Linked DNA regions of Zea mays: region 2 is linked to region 1. Evidence: chromatin contacts called from public Hi-C data. All regions are on one chromosome and are shown on one strand. Each heading gives the region's core, a stretch centred on a gene start, on an enhancer-like site or on the middle of the called end of the contact. The rest is flanking DNA. Distances are from core to core; before and after follow the strand shown.

Evidence for each region. Hi-C and Micro-C count contacts between places; a contact is called where the count stands out from the background.
Region 2: a Hi-C map of ear shows a contact between it and region 1, with 2.5 times the contacts expected there. The contact joins the promoter of LOC100283603 here to the promoter of LOC100282371 in region 1. A contact is called at or near these places in 3 of 25 Hi-C or Micro-C datasets (ear, leaf and tassel).

Annotation. Positions count from the first base shown.
Region 1 is chr10:126,023,234-126,028,127 of Zm-B73-REFERENCE-NAM-5.0, reverse strand. It overlaps LOC100282371, which reads right to left and starts at 2,614. Exons shown (of 4, transcript NM_001155283.2): 1 at 2,372-2,614; 2 at 774-1,068. The coding sequence starts at 2,550.
Region 2 is chr10:126,259,006-126,264,206 of Zm-B73-REFERENCE-NAM-5.0, reverse strand. It overlaps LOC100283603 (SAM domain family protein), which reads right to left and starts at 2,452. Exons shown (of 7, transcript NM_001156504.2): 1 at 2,161-2,452; 2 at 416-555. The coding sequence starts at 2,223.

The sequences.
Region 1 (4,894 bases), core at 1,365-3,864:
GTCATTCTTACTTCTCAATCTACCTTTCTCTTCTCCCCAACCCAATACACTTTTTTTCTTTTCCTAATACATCTCTCTATTCCTAGTGGTACTAAGATCTTTTTGCCTTGAGCACTGGTATCCATGATAGATCCTAAAATGTTCACTATTCTAGGACAAAGGGAGTAAATGGCATTTGAAATATGATAGCTCACTAATTAAGTCATCAACCAAAATGTTCTGGAACATCTGAAGGGAAAATGGTCCAACCTTCCACAACAAAATGAAAATGACAGCATGAGAAATGAGCATTATAAGCACAACAAGGGGTGGTTTGGTGACCAGGGAAACAGCCCTAAAGTGATTGCTGTTAAATAGGCATCTACAAAACAACACAGTATAATCGAAATATTAGTTAGTCAGGACTAATGAGGAAATAAGTTTGTACCCCCCCCTTCCTTCCTTTTTACGTGTTTCTTGCGTATACATAATAACATAAGTGATCGGAGTTTCTAAAGTTTGATGGCACAAATTCTTAAACATTATCTTATTCACAAAGGAGGGAACAAATGGGCAGGGCAGACCCAGTGCCAACGACTCCCACATGAGTGGGGCTAGGGAAGGGATAAAGCGAGGAAAGCCTTCCCCTCGCAAATGCGGAGAGGCTGCTTCGAGCCCGCGACCTGGTGACACAGTGACACAGCTTTCACCACGGCACCAGGTCTGCCCTTGCAAAAGAGGGGATACTTGGAATAGATCAAAACATTCAGAAATATCATGTAAAAATGAATCACCTCAAGGAACTCTGCATTTTCAGGATCGTCGTAGTATCTCAGTGGACCATCATCCACACTAAAGCCATTGTTCCACAAATGTATATTGTGGCGTACTCGAATTGGTACTGGTTCCTGAGGTGCAGCAGATGATATTGTCTCCCCTGTAAGAAGTCGGCCAGTCCCTGTAAAGCTCCTAGAGCTGGAAGACTCGCCACCAAGAGGAGGAGGCATTCCTTTGATACCCGCTTGTCTGGCTTGTTCAAATATCGCATCCACATCATTTCTTCTTGTTGGATCTTGAACAAGCATTCCACTGCACATTACAAAGACAAATATAAAATTACTTACAAGACAAAAGAGCACAAGTCAACCTTACAAACTTAAATTCCCTATTATTTTGTGGAGATTTTCTCTAGAGCCAAATGTGGAGCTAAGCATTAAGGAGATATTATCAATGTTCTGCTTCTGCATAAGATCTAGATGGAACAAAGCATGGTCCAAAAAACAGAACAAGATGCCTTTGAAAATGAGGCAAGTAATGGACCGTAAAGCTACAATATATTGCCTTATATCATTCAAAGGAAGAAGAACCACCTATAAGTGAAAATACTAACTATGAATATTACTTTTTGTTTGATTGCCCTTCATTCTATAGTTAGTCTGAAGCCAAAAAATAAGCTCAATAGTTGTTGTTCCTCTTTTAAGGATTTGCCTTCCTTTTTACTCCAACATAAAAACCCTTCTCCAGCAACACACCTAAGTGCCAACCCGATCAATAAGTCCATCGACGGTTCCAGATTCTAGCACCAGACCTATGGTCCATCCAAGGAATGAGCTGTAATCAGCGCCTTTCTCAGATAGACAGAATTTGTACACTAGCCATCTCGTGTCTCACTCGAGGGACCCTTCCCCATAGTCCTGGCATTTCCAGTTCGGCTAAGAAAGACACGAAAGCAAGCACTCTCAATCAAGACCTAAAAGCACATCCTCGAACTGGCATTCAATATACCCAAAGTCATTCCCTCAACACCAGGGAATGGCATGTTTTCCTTTCATATAATTGTATTTGTGTGCAAGCTACACTGAATTTATATAATCAAGCAACATGCCCAAATAAATGCATAGACCTAGCTAGAGTGTTAAGCGGCTTCGGGCTAGAGTGTTAAGCGGCTTCTGGCCTGTTTGGTCAAACAGATTTTTTTTCTAGCAAGTTTTTCTAAGAATCTAAATTTCTAGAGTATGTGTCTGTGAGAAGAATCTGAATATCGTGGGATTTACATACGGAGGAAGATGAAGGAACCCATAGAGTTTAGCATAGGGTTTAGAATCTAATTCCTCTCGTCGTGACAGCTTGGCGGAATCTGTGTTCATGTTGATATGGATGATTTTCACCAAAAAGATTCACAGAAACGGACTGATGCGGACCGAGAAGCGAATGATTTGGCTGCTAGAAGCTGATTCTGATAGCCAAAATCCGATTTAAGCTCAAAACAAACACCCCTAACTAGATCGCAAAACTAGGAAGCGGCGATTCCGATGCTCGTACGCACGATCGCAGGCAAATCCCAACAAAGTCAATCAGGAAACACAGGTCCCCGAGAGGGGCTGAGATGTACCTCTTCTCGCCACCGGTGTAGTATTCCTGTGGCTCGTCGTCGTCGCTGCCGCTGTCGCCGCCTCCGGCACCTGGGAAGCCGGCGGGCCCACGGCTTATGTCAGCGAGCGTGCGGATGGCGGGACCCCTGCGGCCGCCGCCGGGAGCCGGCTTCTTCCCGCCGTTGGAAGAGAAACTCATCGCCGACGAGGTGGGGGGTCAGGGTCGCGGCGGAGGGATAGAGTTGTCCGTGCTGACCTTCGCGTCGCGTTTGCGGAGGGTCCCGATCACGCGTTCGCAGTTCGCACACAGCCGGAAGTACGGAGACGGACGTCGGTGCCCGAACTGTCACAGAAGGTCGGCCGTGTAGAAGCGCGATAGACGGCTCGGATTAACTGCGGGTGGTGCGCGACGCGATTGGGATTTGGGAAGTTCGTTGACCGCACGGGAAAAACAGGTCCCTCCCCCTCCCGCCGCCCCGAGTTTTTTTTTGCATTTTAGCCCTTTATCGGTAATAAAATCACGTTTAGATCTTAAAAAATTTTAATCTCAATTTTGGACCCTTAGCTCGACGCCACAGATCTTAGCGCCGAGCTAGAATTTAACTGAGTGGTCCGTTTCTTCACCGCGTTCTCTTCTTTGTTCCTTCACTGCGTTTCTGTCCTCTGACCACGCCGCCTCTTATCACGGCTGCCCCCCGAAGACCAGAGCGTCGTCGCCGGCTCCTCCGCGACCTCCTCCGCAAGCCCCACCGTCGCCGCGAGCTCCTCTGCCGTCGCGCGCCCCGCCACCGTGGCCCCCGCTGCCGCAAGCTCCTCCGCGCGGCGCCCGACGCCAGGAGCTTCCTCCACGCGCCCATCTCTGCCACCGCCAGTAGGTAATTGTTTTTATTTACTTAGTTTTACTTAGTTAGTAAATTGTTAGTGTTTAGCATATTGTTAGCTATTGTTAGTGTTTAGTAAATAGTTAGTTATTCACTTGTTTAGCATATTGTTAGTATATTGTTAGTGTTTAGTAAATAGTTAGTTATTCACTTGTTTAGCATATTGTTAGTGTTTAGCATATTGTTAGTGATTATATAGTTAGTAAATTGGTAGCATATTGTTAATGGAGGAAATTCAGTGATTATAAAGGGTTTAGCATATACTTGTAGCATTTTGTTTAGCACATTGATATTACATGTTCAGCATATTATTTATTATGTAGATATCGTGCAGTTTTCTGTGTTGGCAACCATCGTGTTGTCGTTTATTTGCAGGTTTTAGAAACATCACTTTACAGGAGAGATGCTGCCAAATTTTTTATTGACAATAGTATTTTTTGTACATAGGTGTTCTTCCGACTTGACCTTCTTCACCGTTAGTTGGACTCGTACGCGATCTCAGGTATACATTGTTTTCGTACATTATTCATAGATTATGTAATTTCGTTTGATGTGGTCATTTAATATTTACTATATAGTTATTAGTTAATAAGTAGTTACTATTTATTTATTACTTAGTAAGTTTTTAGGCTTAAGTACCTAGCCATTATTGAGTTAGTAATCCATTTTTGCAATAGATGGACACCCTAGTGACACTATACCATGGAGGAAGCGTAGAGATAGATGCTTATGGGAATGTTAGTTTTGATGGTATGAAGATCGTGACCATGTTGTTCGATGAAAGACCATCTTTTGACAAGATTTTCGCTCAAGCTTGTGAGGAGATTAGTTGCAACATAAACGACCCTAGAATATCAATTCAGGGTTTGTTGTCCCATATTACATATGGAACAGTTGTCCGACGGTTGATCTCCATTGCCTCAGAAGATGATTGGGTGAGATATGTAAGAATTGTGAAGACGATGGTTCCACCATGTTTGGATGTGGTTGTTCAAAAGTTATCTGTTAGTCATTGCGATGCTCCAATCGGGTTGTCTCCATAAATGCCAAATGCATCTCGTATTGAAGCTCCTTTGGTAGAGCTTCCGGAAGAAATGGTTGTTGTGCCCGATGCTCAATCGGGGCCGCACGAGTATGGGATTTCTCGTCCCCTTCTTGGCGTTTGTGGGGCTTCTAATCCGGTGGTACCCCCCAAGAGATCCCATTGACCTAGGATCCAGTTCAGGATCATCCTAGTAAGTGTCTTTGACACGTTGTTCATATCCATCGTTATTTCGTTTGATTAGACTTTTTAATGTAGTATTTCTTGCTTCGACCCGATGCAGGATCTCCACAAATAGATAATGGTGCTTATCTTGATGTGTCTGTATCATATAATATGGACAACATATGCAGGGCGTCCAATAGTGTTGATGTTCAGATTGAGGATGAGGAGGAGCCATATGAGGCTGCACGGGCCTTAGATTCTGATTATGACCGTCCGGTTCAAGAAATGATCGAGCAAGAAACTGAACTCATAAGACGTTTGTGTCCCGAGCATGACCCTGCAGTACATGAATTTAGCAGTCTAAGTCATTCCACCTGTGCATATGCTGAAGGACGTGATGATGAACTGCTAGAGGCTCCGGATAACCCTGACAGCATTGAGATTAAGGTAGGCTT
Region 2 (5,201 bases), core at 1,203-3,702, 240 kb before region 1:
TTAACAACTATGATATATATAGATAAGCTAATTTGCTAAATTATGAACAAGTAAAGATGATATGATAAATTAACACATGTCTGCTTAAGGTTATCACAAATATGTGTATCAGAAATCAAATGTAAAATAGTTATTATTAGCAATAGCGCCATAGCGGTAACCCAAATATGTAGGCTACAAGGCAGAGTGGTGGAGTTGACAATGTATAAACTATAAAAAAGCATTTGGTTTTGTGTGATTGAAACATTGTGATGAAGCTGAAGCCATGGCTCACAATTGGGGGCGAATTACCACAAAGGAACAAACTGTCAGTCTGTCCCTAATGATGTGGAAAGAATCCTTTGTATATTATAATGTAGCTAAAAACTTTGAAGCCTACACAAACAATGGAAATAGCAGACCCAAGAAAGATTACCTTTTGTTCCTCTGCTGGCTTCCATAAAAATCAGAATCAGACACATTACTTCCTAACCTATCCCTCACAGATCGTTTTTTCCCCGACAATGGCATTTCATCGCCGTTAATATCATCAGATATAGTCCTCCTTTTAACAACCTAAGGTGAACAAAAATAACATAAACATGTAAAGAAGGTGATATCAAAATTCATCGAGGTTTGGGAAAGCTTAAGATGCAAATAACATGTATGTAACACACTAACACAAAGGCAATGGCATCAGTCAGCTAGCATTTCACATCATAGCAAACCTTAAAACCGATCGTGTATGCTTTGTCAAATCCAAGATAGATTACAAACAAATCATTATAGAAAAAAATGAAGAAAAAAACATGCATAATAGAAGTGCTAGCGTGAGTGGCTTCACTGCTAATAATGAAATCATCCTGATAAGTATTGATATGGTGTGCATATATGTTCGTTAGACATTACAACTAACAGCATAAAAGATCTGAATGCAGAATGTGCAATTGTGCAAACATGAAACAAATGATTGATAATCTTCGATACGACCAGCAGGTACAAATAAACACTACTACAAAGAGTGTGCCCTAGATGAAACTTGCACGATAACATTCATTGTACAAGCTTCTATTGTTTCTCCCAATGTCAGAAAATTGTCCACTTCACAGTCATTCAAGTGCTGCTTATTTCATATACACATATTTGTAGCAACATAAGGAATAAACATAATCTGCATCAACAAATTCCACCCCTCCACATTTAAATTTATCATGCCCTTATGATTGACAACCATTTCCAATCCCCTCTCATGTATCTTGAGGAGAAAAAACAATAATATCACTGAAGGAGATCCAGAGATTTCTCTACTATATCCCACAACATCAGAACACCCATGCGGGTACTTCTCGTGTTAACTCCACCCCCCCCCCCCCCCCCCGCACCCCAACCACACTTAGAAACTCAAAGCTACCGAGTGGGCAATCACATACTCCCTCCGTTCATAAATCTCCAACATATTAGCCATCGGTGAAGTGACCAAGGAACAACAAAGAGCGTCAATTTGTTTTTAATTACCACAGTGTTAACCCGCTCACAACCGCATGTCGTGCCTTTTCGTGGTTGGTGATCCATGGCAAGTAGCAAAGCGACTACATGGATGAGCGGTGTGGTACTCCAATCAGAATTCGAAATAAATCAGTACAGGAGCAGACAACGAATAACGGGAGGACAGCATAGTAAAAACGCGGCAGCAGAAATGAGGTGTTGCATGCTCGCCAAACTAAAATAGACGGAAAGACCACCTAATACGATGGAGATTTTTGAATAAATTCAATTTGCTTATACGCTGGAGATTTAGGAACGGAGGGAGTATATATTAAGCCACCTTCCAAAAATCACAGCATCGTCCCTTGATTTGAGGTATACAGCAAGATTGTACTCTCGGTAGTCAACAACCAAATCCAACACCATGCGACCAACTTTTGACCACCAAATCGCATAGGATCCCTCCATATAATACGGTAATATCTGATACCCCGCACTCTAAACCTAAACTAAGGTTAACAAATGATATACAGACCTCTACCAAATCAGCGGCCATGTTCTCTCTTGCTGGAGAGTCTGCTCTGATGCTAATCAATCAACATTCAAGCCCTGAACGACTCCGTAGGCAAATCCGCAACGAAGAATGAGACCACGCTGGCTTTATAAACACGGATTGACCGGGGCTGGACGGCTCACCTGACCGCTGCGGCCGAGGGTGATGGTGACCTGGTGCCTCGAAGATGCCGACGAGGAGGCCATCTCCACCGCCGCCGACGCGCAGAGGACGGCTTCCGCGGAAGAGGCGACGGGAGCGGCGCGACCGGGACAAGGCCAAGGACCGGCTAGGGTTTCGGGGGAATGAAGATTAGGGGCGTGCCGCGTGCGCTGAGACGGAGTTAACCGGCGCTTGGGACGAGAGGAGCCTCGCTTTGGTGACGCTGCCCATGCCCACACAGCACACGCACGCAGGTGCGGGCGGGCATTTTTCGCTTTGCCGGTTTCGACGGCGCTTTACTTTTTACTAGAACTTTAACCAGCGCGCTATGATAAAAAGTGCCTGTCCAAATGCACTAAAATTAAGTTGAATAAACAATCTAACTAATAAATCAACTATTAGCTATTTTTAGCAAATTAGTTACTAGCTAGCTAGCTATTTGTTAGATACATAATTTCACTAGCTAACTAATTATTATCTCTAGTGCAAATACCCTAGAAAAAATAAATAAAGTAATGAACCACAAAAACATCACTCGAACTAACTCTTACTGAAAATCGAACAATATCTATTGACTCTAAGATTGTCTTCGGTGAATCTTGTAAAATAGATGACACGATACTGTAGATAATATTGTTTGACACTATTTATAAGTGAAATTTGAAATAAAGGATGAGATAGGGGACCTGCTAGAGACAACCTAAACAAAGCTTAGATCCTCTATTGTGTAGATATACTTTTGGAAACCTTTCATAAAGCCAACAAATTTGCTTACTATTCGGTAAATACATAAGATCCTACTTGCAAACCCTTAGCCTCATACAGGGTAGTTGAAATCGAAGTACTGTAAAAAATGGTACGACATCGTCACGGTTAAAACCGGTCCTAGCATTTTAGAGGCTCCGAGTGAAACTAGTACATATGCCTCTCTCTCTCTCTATAAAAAATCATAAATATATAATTAAAGAAATTATTAATTGATGTAAAAAACAATTTCTATTGAGCGCAATAAATTTTTCTAATATTGTAAAATGATAAATGTAAATTGTAGTCATAAACACATACTTGCACTTGATATTATGTGAAAAGTTTCTTCTCACATTTTACACTTGATATCACTTGGTATCGAGTAAGATAAGGGTTTGGGACCAAAATTTGGACTTTAGATCATATGTCAAAGTAGCGGTTTCGAGCTCGGGCTTTTCAACTTTTTTAAGAGAAATCCGATTCTTAGAATCTGACCACCCACCCTGCACAGCGCCTCCGCGAACGGTTTGTGCGATGCTAGGTGAGTCATGAACCATGAGTCATTAAATTGATAAACCAGAGGTGGTGTGACATGTCTATGCAATGCAACTAGATTAGATCACAAACCACGTGTCAAGAAATTGATGAATATGCAATGCAACTAGATTAGATCACAAACCATGTGTCAAGAAATTGATGAATTGGTTCAATCTCTTAGTGATTCCGTCCATGATGGTGAACACCGCAATACGCGACAACACAAGGGTGTCGATTCGTTTCTTAGGTTTGCGTCAATTCGTTTTTCAACATTAGATATATCTTATACAATATATTTGATATATGGAATCAGGATCCCATATGAAAGGGAAATGTGCTCGTGGGCAATTTCTATTATGTTTTGGTGATTAAGTGCCCAACACATTTAATTAAGTTCTTATGTGCTAAACTAGGTGAGTGCCCGTGCGTTGCAACGGAAACGTATAATGTCACGATAATTTATGTAAAAATATGTGTTATATTGTTAAGAGAACCAGTTTCGTAATCTATTTGTGATTCTAGTGATAAGATGAAGAGCGAGAAAATTCAATCTATGGAAATACAGAAGATGAAGAACTGGTCGAAGGTTACAACGCTTTCCGTTTTGTGGGCATCAGAGAACCAAGTTCAAAATTTGCATACCCATGAAGTGTTGTTCAATAATGATCGAAACTTAGAGTAGATGAATAAAGAAGCATGCATGAAACAAAGACAAAGAAGAAAAAAGCCATGCAAGTCGAAAGCAGCTAGCCAGCTAGTGATCTGTCAACAGCATCAGCACACTGCACTGGTTCACGTGAGGTGCTCAACTGCTCGTCTGCTCATGAGATGGAGGACGGATTGGCGCTTGTATAATTGTATTTTATACATGGTCAAATAAAAATTTCAAGTATAGTGTTTAACACGGCTAGATACAAAGCTAGTTGAGCCTAACTATCTAACCGGTACACGCATGGACACATTGGTGCAGGATATGAATTGTGTCACCTCTTTATGACTCTTTGCAATCAACTCAATGATTATTTAGGTGACAATGAAGCATCTAAACACATACATTTATATGTAAGTACGTACATACATGCATGCATTCAGGCTATAGTAACTTGTAACCAAGCATTGTAAGTTGTTGGTTTCGATCCATTGGATGATTATAAGTGGCCTAGCTAACAAAGAGCTATAGCAGTCACCACTCTGCCTGCATAACAAGAGAAGAGTTAAGTACAATAGTTTTAAAACCCATTGATCTGGAGAACCATCTATTTAATAATGATCAATAAACATGGAGCAACCTACTGCTACTCTGCCACTTAATAAGCAACCCACATGGCAAGGACTTACTATGAGGACATTCACCTGGGCCCCAAGAACCCAGCAATTCACATTCTTCCTAAACAAAAAAAATGGTTACATTATGTATGTAATGAAGGTGGTTGTTGACATGTGTGACTTTTTTATATGGATAGATTCAAAAAAAATACAACATATATTTAGAGAGCTATTGGAGAACTCACAATTTTTTACTACCAAAGTTATTTAGCAACTCCTTAAATCAGTGAATTAGAGAGTTAAAATTTATATAAGAAGTTGCTCTAACAGATATGACCCAAGTAGGTATGATTTAATTTCTCAAAAACTCCAACCATTTTTAGTATCACATCTAGTAATTGATATGCTTTGCAAACACAAATCTAGAAGTAGGATTTTTGAGCTTATGAACCAGAACTTCTGTTAGCATGGT